2 separate regions of the Mus musculus genome follow, and region 2 is linked to region 1. Evidence: chromatin contacts called from public Hi-C data. All regions are on one chromosome and are shown on one strand. Each heading gives the region's core, a stretch centred on a gene start, on an enhancer-like site or on the middle of the called end of the contact. The rest is flanking DNA. Distances are from core to core; before and after follow the strand shown. Region 1 has its middle 14 kb from the start of Krt14. Region 2 holds the start of Krt42 (keratin 42).

Region 1 (6,822 bases), core at 2,203-4,702:
CTGACTCCCTCTTCTGGAGTGTCTAAAGACAGCTACAGTGTACTTACATAGAATAAATAAATAAATAAACAAACAAACAAATCTTTAAAAAAAAAGAGTAATAGAGTTAGACAGGTGGTCTTGATGGGGATGCTGGAGATGGTAGAGATGGTAGGGAAAGGAAATATGAAACTGACTATTCAAGCCTTTTGATGGGCAAAGTAAACCCAACTGAAACAGCTCCCCTTGGGGCTAGCTTAGAGGTAAAACTTCTTGCTCTCTTAGGATCTCCTCTCCAAACACTCAGAAGGCTTCGCCGCGACTAAGTCTCAACATCCTCACCCCTTCTCACCCTCAGAGCTGTATAGAAGGTAGGTGGGAGGAGGCTGGAATCCAGCCCAGGCAGATCAGCTTCACAGGATTTTATTCCCACCACCTAGAACCAAGTTTACAAGCCTTCTTGGGGCCATCCGCACAGACGAGGTAAACAGTAGACATGATTTAGGCCTTTGTCAGCTCCAGTGCCCAGCCCCCACCACTTTGCCCAGAGGAGGAGTGGGAGAGAGATGATCCACCAAGGCCAGGCTGTTGAGAAAGAGTTCAGCCTCCGTGGGCACTGTCCACCCACACACAACGGAGGCACCTGAAGCAGGACAAAGAGCATCTTATCTGTGAGACGCTGTGAGGAAGTCTTTCCCTACAGCCAGGGCGGGACCTGATATATCACTGTAACCCCATCTACACCTAGCCCAGCACACCACCTGCTGGGAAGCAGCCTGTAGTGGACTTGATCTAGATTCACAGGGCTGCTTCTAGAACATTAACTTCTCTGCGACCCTAATCAAGTCAAGGGAGACCAGAGGTCAGTTCACCTGGGGACTTTCCTGTCACCTCATCTACCAGTCATGAACTCTAGGCTAAGTTGCCCCACCTCTTTGAGCCTCAGTTTCCCCACCTGTAAAATGGGATGAATCAGGCTTATGTGAGCCGGCAAGGAAACTTGACCGTGCCAACAGGGAAGAGGTGCTTGCTCCAGCTCAGCATTAAATGCCACAACACAGATGTCTATCTGGAGCCTCGTTGCAAGACTCAAATGAGGCAATAATGGGTGGGGCCATCTGAGAAACTGTCAAAATAGAGAGCGAGTAAAAGGAGTAAGCAAGTGCTTGCTTTGCCCACCTACTGTAGCCTTGAATCCCTAACCCTAATCCTTTAGGTTTTCATACTGGAGACATACAGGTAAAAAAACACACTCAGAGCAGCACAGGATCTGCCATGCTCATACTCAGGGGCCAAGCCCACGATGGCCTCACTCACTCCAATGCCTCCAGACCTCCTTCTGCGAGGTCTACATTCTGGGTTATTTTCTTCCCTGAGTTATCGTTTTCCAGTTATATAGTCATCTTATTTGAGCACAAGACAAATTATAAACTGGCTCTATTGACTGGACAGGGACTGGAGAGATGGCTGGGCAGTTATGAATCCTTGCTGTTCTTGCAAAGGACCCAAGTTCAGTTCCCAGCCCCCATTGGTCAGCTTACACTTGTAACTAGGGTTCCAAGGAATTTGACACTCTCTTCTGCCCTCCACTGGCACACACTTATACTCAGATACAGGCACATTCATACACATAAATTTTAAAACAAATATTTTTAAATTGGGAAGCCGATAGCTCAGGCAAAGTGCTTTTGGTTTTGGTTTTGGCTGGGTTTTTGTTTGGTTGGATAACTGGTTTGGTTTTGGTGGTTTTGTTTTATTTTTGTTCTGAGGATTGAGGCAAGAGCCTCGTATATGCTAAGTAAGTACCGCACTCAGTGTTTGATTGGGTTTTGGAACCAGAGTTTCACTGTGTAGCCCAAATTAGCTAATAAGCCTCATTAATACACACACACACACACACATACACACACACACACACACACACACACACACACACACACACACACCATAAAAGAGAAAACAGAAAAGAGAAAGAAATTAAATAAAAAATTTTAAAAACTAAAGAATTAGCTAATGAGGCGGGATGATACACATCTCTAATCTCAAAACTTAAGAGATGGAAGCAGGAGGTTCAGGAGTTCAAGGCCATCCCCAGCAGATCAGAGTCTGAGGCTAGCCTCAACTACATGACACCTTGTCCCCCAAAATACTAAAGATGGAAAGGGGGAATTTACTTATTGAATACCACATCAATTTCCAAATTTAAAAAGGCTGCAAAGACAGGTATCGTGGTTCTTGTAACTGCAGCATTTGAGAGGCAGAGGTAGGAAAATCTTGAGTTGAAGGCCAGTTTGGGCTACACGGTGAGTCCCCGATTAAAAACAATCAATCAAACAGGCAAATACTGGATCTAGTGCTTGCTCAGCATGCATGAGTCTCTCAGTTCAATCCTCAGCCCCTCTAAAGAAAAAGAAAGCAAAAACATCAAACCAACTCAATGAACCAAGCAAACAACTTAGAGCTCAAGTGATCCTCCTGCCTCAGCCTCCTGAGTAGCTGGGGTGGTGGGTGTGCCACAGCTCCTGGCTCCTACATCCTTTGGCACTTATTTTTTTCTATTAACTTTTAAATATTTGTTTATTTACTTATTATATGTGAGTACACTGTCGCTGTCTCCACACAGACCAGAAGAGGGCATCAGATCCCATTATAGATGCTTGTGAGCCACCATGTGGTTGCTGGGGATTGAACTCAGGAACTCTGGAAAAGTAACCAGTTCTCTTAACTGCTGAGCCATCTCTCCAGCACCCCACCACCACCACCACCACCTTTCTATAAACTTAACATTAAAGGTAGCACTTGTGCAATTTGAAAAATTATCTTCCACACATACCATGTATAATGCAGCTAGAAAATACTCTAAGGGAACTTAAAACTCTGAGCACTAAGAGATAGAAAAGTGTTTTTCTTATATTTTCTATTTTGCCATAGAGAAATGAAGGAAAGGAGAGAGGCATCCACTTTATGTGTAACAGCTTAATAACTGGAGGAAGAAGAAGGACCCTTGAGGCCAGATGTGTCAACAAGAGGTAAAATTGGAAAGGAAGTCTCCAGAAGTGCTGGTATCTGCCTGTCACCCCTTTATCTGCACAAGATCCCATCAGAAACATTCAACTGTTGGGAGTAGAGCTACACCTATGTCTGTCTCCATAGCAACCCAGATAACAGTAGAGGAAGGGCCAGGTCAAGAATGCCATCCCTCAGGACTCAAAACAGTACTTGTCTTCTACAGCATTATCTTCCTCCCATGGAGGCTACCCTGTGCCCATACAATGAGCCTCCCTGACAGAAACTCCTCTGAGAAGGTTCCATGACAGCCTGAGAGAGCAGACTTTTAACCAAAGCTCCTCGGCTTAGCCCCACCCATGGCCCAAGGAGCCCGCCCATACTTGCTAGATAAAGTCTAATGTAGCTGGTTGACTAACAAAACACCAAGCTTCGCCTGCTTCCTCTGTGTTTGTCTTCAGAGAGCGTCAGAGGCTTAAACCACAGTAGTGGGCGGTCTAGCATAAGAAATTGCTTCTCTCAGACACTGGGAAGAAACACTGAACTTTTTATAGCTCTTGGAAACAAAAAGCCCAAAGAAAGTAAACCTCACACGCTAACCACTAATTGATTTGCATCAGCGGGGGAGAGTTGCGGGCTATCATTAACTCTTGCACTAGCCATTGTCTTAGCAATTATCTAAAACAGTGTTTCACAAACCTTGACACTAACTCAGGCATAAGGAATCTGAGGGTGTGTTCAAACTGGACAAGTGACAAGGTACACCGTGAGTCTCTCCATCCTGACCGGGAAGCTCAAGAAGCAGCCAGGGCTGATATGGGACTTGGATCAGCAGGCATTTCCAGGTAGATTGTCAGGTCCCTTGTCTAAGAGAAGCTCCTAGAATCAAGGCACTATTTCTGTCTTAATATCGCTGGGTATTATTTGTGTCTGTGCATGGTGTGTTTGCTGAGATAGGGTCTCCTGTACTCCAGGCTGACCTCAAATCACAAAGCCAAGGTGACCTTGGACTTCTAATCCTCTTGCCTCCACCACTGGAGTCCTGATTTGTGTGGTATTGGAGAACAGAACCCAGAGCTTTGGGCATACTGCGCAAGCACTCTACCAACTGAATTTCCTTCCCATTTTGCCTTAAAAGGCAACTGTTTTATGTTTGCAAAATGTAGCAATGGGCAAGGAAAATGCCACCCCTGATCTTCAAGGAGTTTTACCTACTGCTGAGCCCCAAGAATACTACTCCTCCCAGCCCCTCTTGATTATCTTGGGCCTTGCTGTGATTTGAATACAGTTCATGACACCTCTCTCCCCCAGGATCTTAGGCAGGAACCCAACTCCTGCAGTTATTTCTATGGTATCAGGAAGGTGGACACTTAAACCCAACTACAGTGTTGGGAGGTGGGGCATCTTTGCAAAGTGAATCCATTAAAATAAGGTCATTATTGAATCCTGGTGGCTACAGAAGAAAAAAAAGAGGAGACAAGATAAACAGATAAGCACTGGCACTCCTGTGTGTCCTATCAAGTGATGCCCTATGCCACTTTGGGATTCTACCTACAAGAAGGTCATCACCAGAGGCTGAGCCAATGGGACTCTGAGCCTCTGAAGCCATGAGCCAAAACAAATGGCTTTGTGAAGTTGCATAGCATCCTGTGATTTATCATAATAAAGCAAAACCAGCAAATACACACCTCAGCTTCCTTATCTGTGTAGGGGCAGCCTTTCTCATGAATTTCCCATGGGTCCACAGATCAGAGGCAAACCATTTGAGCATAGTAGCACCAACCACTCTTTCCAACAGCTCCCACACACGGGGAACATGGGATCCACACCCTGTGTGCTGACATCCCATTCCAAACATGTGCACCAGGCCAGGAGCTGTTCAACAGCACAAGTCTGTGTCTCTGTGTAAGGGTCTCTGAACGATGTCATCTCTAAAAGAGATGGGTGCATCACTTCATTTAGGAAGCTCTCACGAGACAATGCTCAAAGTTGGCTGGCGTGTCTTGAACTGGACCTTCCCATTGCCTGCCTGATGGTAAATATTTGGATTGGCACAATGCCTCTTGAAAATAGTTTGGCAATACAAACTACAAACCTTGAAACATTTCTATCTGTTCCTTTAGTGATTACATCTCAGAGAGCAAGCCTAACGAGATATTCCAAAAACATTTATTCATGACAAGTGTTGGGTAGAAGGATGTTCGCTGCTGTGCTCTTTCTACAGTGACAGCAGCCACAAACAGTTAAAAGAACATTAAAAAGGGATATTTAATAATAGAGGAATGTGTTTTGTTTATTATATTAATAAAAACTGAGGCTGGTGATATCTATGTGTCATACCCTGCTTGTCTGGCATTCTTGAGGCTCTTAGAGTTAGATACACAGCACCATGGGAAAAGTTGAATGTAAAATGGATTCAGTGTCCTGTAACTGTAATTATAATATACATAAGTGTTTTCATATACATGTAAAAATGAGGGACTTTTTACCAGTAGTTGCTTTGGGGTATTGGGATTTAAGATTCAGTATGAATCATAGGTTCACCCTATAATCTGGAGGACAGGCTTGGTGACCATAAAGAAAAAGAGTGATGTTTGCTGAACAATTAACAAAGATTATTTATTGTAAAATAATGAATCCGGATCAGCAACCTAGAAAGATAAATATGGTTTTACTACGTAAGGGGATTTCACAGTAAAATGACAAGCTAAATATATAATTTAGTTTTGCCTTCTAAGTACCACTAGGATGACTGAAATTGGATAAAATCCATGGGAACAAAGAGCAAGAAGAGGCAAAGTGTCAGAATCTGAAAGACATAAGAGAAACGGAGGACTCACCCAAGCAAGAATGAAGCAGACTACAAATCATAACCTCAGACACCTGTGAAAATAAGCTAAGAGTAAGCTGGAGACAGAAGACTGGGAGCCAGCTGTAGTGGTGCATGCTCATAACCCTATATAATACAGGAGGCTAAGGCAGTTGGATCACAAGTTCAAGGCCAGCCTAGACTACATGGTGAGACCCTGTCTTAGAGAAATAGGAGAGTGGGTTAAAGGTCTTAAACAGAAGTAGGAAAGTCTCTATAGTTTCTCTTTCCTTCTGTATGCCAAATAGGTATCAACCACTCCCACTGTGGACCAAAAGAATCTGGAATTTAAAAGAAATAATCTCTAGTGGATCTGAACAACCAGAGCCAAGAAAGGGAGTAACACATTGAAATAGACTGTTAAAAAAAAATCACAACAGACTGGGCCTTTCCCATACCACTGATCCCACACATCTCCCAGAAAGCTGTTAGCATTTACATCCCACACAGGAAATTAGAGACATCCTTTCTGAAGAAGACCCATCTCAAGGGAAATTATCTCCAGGTACAACACCTGGGGCACTTCAAGGAAACAGTTCATTCCCCACCATATCAATTCATGATAAGACTTTCCAGAAGACAAACCCCTCTGATGTACACATATATACATACACACATGCAAATCATCTCCATTGTACCTTTCTCTAAAATGTGATTGACTATCAAGGACCAGAAGGAATCTGAGAAGAGTTTCTGGTATGAAATATGGAGTTTAAAAAACAAAAACAAAACAAAACAAGGCACTTCAAGGAAACTGAGAAAACAAAAGGAATAGAATTGTCTAAGATGTGACTAACAGACACAATGGGATAAGACATCTTAAGTCAAAAACAAATGGCTATTGAAAAAATATTTAGGACTATGGAATATTAAAAAACATCACAAAGGTTTTTTTTATTTTAAATAACATATTTTGTTGAAAAAGTTAATAATTTTTTTCCAAAAGTGAAGAAATATGAGTTAAATAG
Region 2 (7,291 bases), core at 2,317-4,816, 48 kb after region 1:
AGTTGTGGAGAGATGGAGCCAGACCCTCGTGTGGATGGATACAAGTCAGACAGGACAGGCACGAGGTCAAGTCACTGTACAGCGCTAGGTATGTCTCTAACACTCTCTGAGCCTCTGTTTCTTTGCTTCCAAAGGAGAAGGGCAAGAGCCATGTTGTCAGTATCAGTGGAAGTAACTGTAGTGAATCAGTTGTAAGGTTGAGCAAATGCGCCTTGTTATAATTAATTATAATAATTAGTACTGCGTGTTAGCCTGATTCACTCATTAGTGAGCTAACTGTTCCTGCACGGTCAGCCAAGCCTGCAGGGATGAGCGGAAGGAAGTCTCTGGAGTTTCACTCCCCACATCCCCTGCCCCCTCCCAACTACCCTTTGCAATCCCCACCCTCACCCCTGGCCCCAAACTTCACTCAAGGTTCACTAAGGGTCAGCACCAGGCCAGGAACGCACTGGTGATGAGGGCTGGACCTAGTACACAGACTCAGCCTGCAGAAGTTCTGTGGACCCAGCTTCACTGCGGGCTTCTCCGATGTCTCCTATGCTGGCCTCACCTCCTCATGGTTCTTCCTCAGATAGGCCAGCTCCTCCTTCAGGCTCTCGATCTGCATTTCCAGGTCGGCTCTGGCCAGGGTCAGTTCATCCAGCACCCGGCGCAGGCCATTGATGTCGGCCTCCACGCTCATGCGCAGGTTCAGCTCTGTCTCGTACCTGCAGGGTTGGAGGTAGGGGGCATGGTCCACACACCATTCTTGTGCTGTGTGCAGAGTGGGAACCCACCACCAGCTCCCCAGGGGCAGCCCACAGGCACAGACTCACTTGGTGCGGAAGTCATCGGCTGCCAGGCGAGCGTTGTCAATCTGCAGCACGATGCTGGCGTTGTCGATTGTGGCTGCCAGGATCTGTGGGTGATGGTGAACTCCATGAGCAAGTACCCACCACAGAGCCCCAGAAGGCTCTGTTGTACCTTGCTATTGCATGCAGCCTTGCATAGGAGAGGTGATGAATGTCTCTTTGGTGTCATCCTCTGAACACCCAGCAGTGGTTTCAGCAACTGCCAAGACCCCCCCCCCCTGCCACCAAGGACTCACAGAGTAATGGGACATAACACGGTGACATAGAAAAACAGGCATCTATCTGTCATCATGGGGTCTAAGCTGCCTGGGCCTTATTCCCAACTAAATTCACCTCCAGCTCACCCCTACCTGCTCCAGAAAGCCCTGCCAACTCCCCCACCTCCATGTCACTGTGTCTCCCTGCCCCCTTCATCTCCCCGCTGTCCCCCTCATAGCCCATATCCATCTCTGGGACAATCTTATCTCAGTTTCCACTACATTTTGTGTTAGTTGCTCCCCCACTGGACTCAGAACAACATGGGAATGGATCGAGACCATACCTGTCTGGTTCTCTTTGGACTCCCCAGGCCTGGGCACAGCGCCTGGCCCACAGTCAGCCCCCAGGGTGTATTTGTCTAATTATGTGACTAATTAATTGATTAATGAGGTTATGACCGGGCCCCTGCTCAAAGCCAGGGCAGAGCCCAAGAAGAGACAGGAAGTCCATAATTGTTGGAAATGCCCAAGGCTGGGCCTGAGCAAGAGTGTTAATGGGGTTGTGGGGAGGGAGGAGAACTCACCCCATAGCAGGAGCTAGGTGGAAGTTATCATGGTTTCAGACTGACCCAGGAGGAAGATGTTCCATAGACATAGCATAGACATGGGAACCATCGCATGTCTAGGGCCACCTCAGCCCTCTCCAAGACCCTACTCCAGGCCCTAATTTCCATGCAGTGACTTGGTCATGCAGGCTGAACCTAAGGGTCAAGTTTCTTCCCTTCTTCTGCCTCACCATCTGTAGCCTGCAGAGACCTGGACATTTCTGTGTCCCCAGGTACCTGATATGCAGTGTGCCCAGGAAGCCTAGCCAGAATATTGAGGTCAGGGAATGGAAATCCGGGGAATGGGGTGGACTTTGCTCTGAGGATGATGGCAAAGTGTTGGCTAACCCCAAAATGCCGAGCACTGACTCACCAGGATTCCCCTGGGTTCCCCGCTGCCCCAACAAAACCTGGTATCTGATCTGGCACAGCCAGGATCTCTGCTTCCAAAGGAGATTACAGGAATCCCCTGATGCCAGGTGGAGGACCCAGGCAGGAGCAGACAAAGCCCCTCACTAGACCGCCGTAGGGCTGGCTCTCTACCCCAGAGCCTGGGTCAGCCTCACAGCTGCCTGGGACCAGTCTGTGGCTAGTCTATCTCTCAGTGATCTTCAACCTCTGCTTTCCATAGGGCTCAGTGCCCAGACCATCCCAGAGCAGGTTTGTGCTAAGACCTGAGTGGCCACATTTACAGATGCCAAAATCATTTTCTTAGAGATCAAGAAAGTATGTAAGGGGCAGAGAGAGGGTCCGCCTCGGTCAAGCTAGCTTCCAGTCTGAGTTGAAAACCGGACCCTGAAAGAGCCATCATAGAGAGAGGGAAACCCACAACTAACACACCCTGAGAACACACAGACTCTGAAGTCAGGGCAAGAAACGGGGCATAGACTGAACATTAAAGTGTTGAAGGAATACCAAGATTCTGGATAAAAGACAGGTGCCATCCATCAAGGATGGTGACCTGGAGAAGGGTGAGGCTACAGGAGAGTAGCCCCAGAGAAAAGAAGATGACCATACCTAGCCTAATGTTGCAGCATCCATACCAGATACTGTCCACCTCCCAGACCCTTTATCAGGCTATTCTCTACAGTTGCAATGCCCGCAACTGCCCTCAAAGTCCTGAAGCTATCCCATCCCTCCTCTATCACCCACCCCAGATAAGTTCCATGAGAGGAGACAAATTCTCCTTCGTCTTCTTGGAGAGTTCCCAAAGACCACACAACCCAGGACAACCCCAGAGACACTGGGTTATTCCAGAGATGTGAGAGAAGGAGGGGTGAATGGCCAAATGGTGGAAGTCTATGATGGGGAGGTCTTCCACTCTGAGGATGGACCATGGGCAGACAGCAGAAGGGAGGTAAGAGGCTCCCACCTTGTTCCGCAGGTCCTCTATGGTCTTGAAGTAGGGGCTGTAGTCACGAGCCGGTCCGGGGCCCTGCTTCTTGTACCACTCACGGATCTTCACCTCCAGGTCAGCGTTGGCCTCCTCCAGGGCACGCACCCTGTCTAAGTAGGTGGCCAGCCGGTCATTAAGATTCTGCATGGTCTCCTTCTCACTGCCCCCTAGGAGGGCATCCGACACACCAAAACTGGAGCCAAAGCCCCCACCCAGGCTGCAAGTGTAGCCACCACCATAGCCGCCTCCTAAGCCTGCTGAGAAGCGGGAGGAGGTGACGGACATATTGCCACAGCTTCCACCTCCCAAGAGGCTGGGAGCCCGGCAGGCACCCCCAACACGAACAGAGGACATCCGGGAGAATCCCATGCCGGGAGCACAAAGGCCCTTAACGGAGCCAGAAGTTGAAAACTGGCGGACACTGGTAGTGGAAGCCATGTTATCCTCAGGTCAAGCAACAGGGTCTGGACTAGATGGAGACCCTGGGCTACCCTTTATAGCCAGGCTGAAGGGAGACTGAGCCTCTGTTCCTTGAAGTCCAAGCCAAAACCCCAACCTTGTAATTTGTCTCTGTTCCAGCCAGCCACCCGGCCTGAGGCTTGGGCTGGACCTGTGTAATTCACCCCTGTATCCTGAGGCCCCCTCCTGTGTCTGCCCAGCCTGAGCATGGGTGACCTCTTAGTGGTCCATTGTTCTGTTCCAAAACAAAGGTGGAATTGGAGCTGTAGCCCCAGGCTAGGGTGATCTTCCCGTCCTTAACCACAATTAGGCAGCTGAGCTCATTCTTGGGGGGAGTCCGAAGAATCTAGCCCAGGAACAGGGAAGGGCCTCAAACAAGGCTCCACAGGCCCAGGAACCAGGAAGGCGATCTGGTCCCTCCTGACATTCCAGGGTCTCGGGGAGAAAGACGTGGATATTTGCCCCATACATGACAGTCTTGGTAGGGCCACTCAGTCTAAGTTGGGGTAGCCTCAGCTCTCTTGGAACTATTCCAAGCTTTCAAGGTAAGACATAGCCTCAGAGTTGAGGGTCCCTGACTAAGAAAGAAGAAATACGGCCATTGGCAAAAGGGAGCTCTAGGTTTTCAAGAAGTCAATGAGCGTGTATCTGTTTCTTCATCTCTAAAAGGAAATCAGGGTAGACAAGATGGCTCAGCAGGTAGAGCACTTTCTGTACAAGATTAATGACTTGAGTTCAATCCCCAGGACTCACAGTAAAGGCAGGAAGGACTGACTCCACAAAATTGTCTTCTGACCTCCACACACACAGCATGGCATGCTGCTCTCTCTCTCTCTCTCTCTCTCTCTCTCTCTCTCTCTCTATATATATATATATATATATATATATATATATATATATATATATATATATATATATATAATAAAGGAGAAACCCACTGATATCTCCCAAGGGTTTTTGACTCAGGCAAAGCTGTGATGAGATGGAAAAGGGTGTGGAGGATGGAGACGGAGCCTAAGACCAGAGAAAAAGTGTGGCCCCTGCTCACTTGCCCCACAACTGAGGAAAGCCGACCCAGAGGGTTCCCAGAGACAGCACCAGGGGAGGGAAAGCCACAGAAAAGCAGGACTATAACCAGGGTTACCCTGAGTAGGAGTCAGGCCCCATGGAAGAGCCACATCCCAGTCCTGAGAGTCAGCAGGCACCCTGCAGGGGAGCGGTGAGATCCCACAGCCTGGCGGCCGCTCCACCCAGCAAGGAGATTAGCTGCCTAATCTCTGCGGCGGTAATGATTTAGGTGCTGCCAGGACACTGGCGTCTGAGCAGAGCCTGTCTGAATGTGGAGCCTCCAGGGGTGGCCAGGGCCCGGGGCCCAGGCAGAGATGGAAGGCACACGGGTGGCCTGGGCTCCTTGCCCACACTCGGGGACAAGGAGGGAGGGAACTGGGTTTCCCAGATAGCCCAGAACTCCTGGAAAGACGCTAGATTGAAGGGCGTGGTTCTCACGGGAAGATGCCCCTCACCTGAGGCACCAGAGTAAGAACTGTAAGAACTATCTGAGAAAGAAGGAGAAGGCACTGGCTTCAACCCGTTTCCACCTGTCCTGTGAAGGCTATTGATAAGGGAGACTCAGAGCCAACATGAAAGAGAAATGCCCAGTCACTACCACAAGGTTAGATATCAAGAAGGACTTCCTGCCAATCTAGACTGTCTTGGGGTTGAAAAGGAAGCCGGCAGAACCTGCATTCACCTGAGTGGGCCAGGAACAAGTTCTAGGGAAAGGCCAGCTATGGAGGCCACCCACACTCCACATAATGCCAGAGCCTCACTCCCAAGAACCCCCTCTCCTTAGGAGCTGGCCATCTCCCTGTACTGGCTGCTCTCTTGATCGCCCATCAGACCACTCCCTGCAGCCCCTCCCCCAGTCTCCCTGCTCCTCTGCTCCCCTCAGCTGTGGGCCAGTGGGTGGGAGGTCACCCTATCCCTCTGACCTGGACTCCAGCCCCAAGCCCACCCTGCCTTCAGCTTCCTCAAATCCTGGCTAACATCACCATCTTTCCACATTCCCTCAAAGATCTTGGGGGGTGGGGGGGAAGATACCCAGTTTCTGCCTCTGGTGACCCCAGACTTCAGCTTCCAGGGCCCCAGAAATGCTGAGTCAGCTAGGCCTCTGTTTACCTCCAAAAGTCCCAGCCAATATCTCATCACCAACACACCAACTGCCAACTGGACCCATGGCGTCCCTTATTCCTAACAGCAAGCTTCAGGCCACTCTTCTCTAGGCTGCCATGTCTGTTTCTTGGTTTCTGTTCTAACTCCCCAGCCCAGAGAGGCCTCACACAACAAAGGAATGGCTAGCTAGCCTTCCCTACCCAACTAAAGGGCAAAGTCTAGACAGCTCCATCCAGTGTGGAACACCAGACTGTGAGGAGCTGAGGCAGGAAAGAAACAAAGTCATGGCCTGCCCTAGGCTGCAGGGTGAGCAAGGCCAGTCTGGGTGACTTAGTGAGACTGTCTCAAAATGACATATAAAAAAGCAGGAGGCTAGAAAGATGGCTCCATGGTAAAGGCACTTACCACCAAGCATAATGGCCTGGGTTCAGTTCTGAGGACCCACAAGGTAGGAGAGAGATGGCTTCTACTAGTAATCCTCTGACCTCCAGGGTCTGGGGCAGGCTTGAAACACACGCACACACACTCACACACATACACACTCACATTCACACACATATACACATATACACAGTCACATTCACACACACATATACACATAGTCACACATGCACACATACACACATATACACTCACATTCACACATACATTCACACACACCCACAAATACATATACTCACACACTTACACATAGCCACATTTACATATACATACACACTCACACATACATACACTCTCACACACACTAAAACTCAAACACTCACACATAAATTCACACATACATATACTCACACACACTCATACACTCACACACAGAGTATGTTTTTGTTGTTTTGGGGGGTTGGTTTTAGATTTTGCCTTTGTTTCTTGTTTCTGTGTGCAGGTTGTTTGGCTTGGGTTTGGGTTTTTGTTGTTGTTGTTGTTGTTGTTGTTGTTGTTGTTGTTGTCGTTGTCGTCGTCTTTGTTTTGTTTTGCTCCGCTTGGCTTTGTTTGTTGAGACAGGGCTTCTCTGTGTAGCCCTGGCTGTCCTATAACTCACTACGTAGATCAGGCTGGCCTCAAACTCACATAGATCCCCCTGCCTCTGCCTCCCAAGTGCTGAGATTTAAAGGCTTGTACAGCATAGATGGAAGTTTTAAGAAATAAAAGACTAGAGAGATGGCTCAGTGGTTTAAAGAACTTGTTGCTTTTGCAGAGGATCCAAGTTCAATTCCCAGCACCTACACAATGGCTCAGACCATCTGCAACCCCAGTTCCAGGGGATCCAATCCCTCTTCTGACCTCTGCAGGACACAGTCAGCCACAGACACGATACACAGACATATAGTCAAGGATAACAGTCACACACATATAATTTTTTTAAAAAACTAAAAATTAAAAAATAAAATAAAAACTGGGTGGTGGCAATGGGGGTGGGGGGGAGCAGAGGCAGTTGGAACTCTGTGAGTTCAAGACCAGCCTGCTCTACAGAGCAAGTTCCAGGACAGCCAAAGCTACACAAAGAAGCCCTGTCTCAAAAAAAAAATCCAAAATAAAATAAATAAAATAAAGGAAAATTCAGTGGGATTCAGCATGTGGCTCAGGGGATAGTAATTGTCTGGCACATATCAG

Evidence for each region. A called contact is a pair of places that touch in the nucleus more often than the background predicts.
Region 2: a contact with region 1 is called in a Hi-C map of pancreatic cancer cells, with 1.9 times the contacts expected there. The contact joins the promoter of Krt42 here to the enhancer-like site in region 1. A contact is called at or near these places in 2 of 39 promoter capture datasets (hematopoietic stem and progenitor cells and macrophages), 11 of 484 Hi-C or Micro-C datasets (the HL-1 cell line, the Patski cell line, adipose-derived mesenchymal stem cells and 8 more), 7 of 115 datasets of contacts at active chromatin or transcription factors (astrocytes, embryonic stem cells and epiblast stem cells) and 4 of 9 other capture datasets (adipose tissue, embryonic stem cells, liver and 1 more).

What each region holds. Positions count from the first base shown.
Region 1 is chr11:100,218,474-100,225,295 of GRCm38.p6, forward strand. No RefSeq gene overlaps it. Among named protein-coding and RNA genes, the nearest start is that of Krt14, 14 kb to the left of the region's middle. Within about 2 kb of position 3,453, at least 10 of the 459 cell types and tissues checked have an H3K27ac peak or open chromatin away from gene starts, as enhancers often do. A contact at or near this core is called in pancreatic cancer cells and trophoblast stem cells, where this site is marked.
Region 2 is chr11:100,266,385-100,273,675 of GRCm38.p6, forward strand. Krt42 (keratin 42) reads right to left here and starts at 3,567. Exons shown (of 8, transcript NM_212483.3): 1 at 3,026-3,567; 2 at 816-898; 3 at 551-707. The coding sequence starts at 3,487.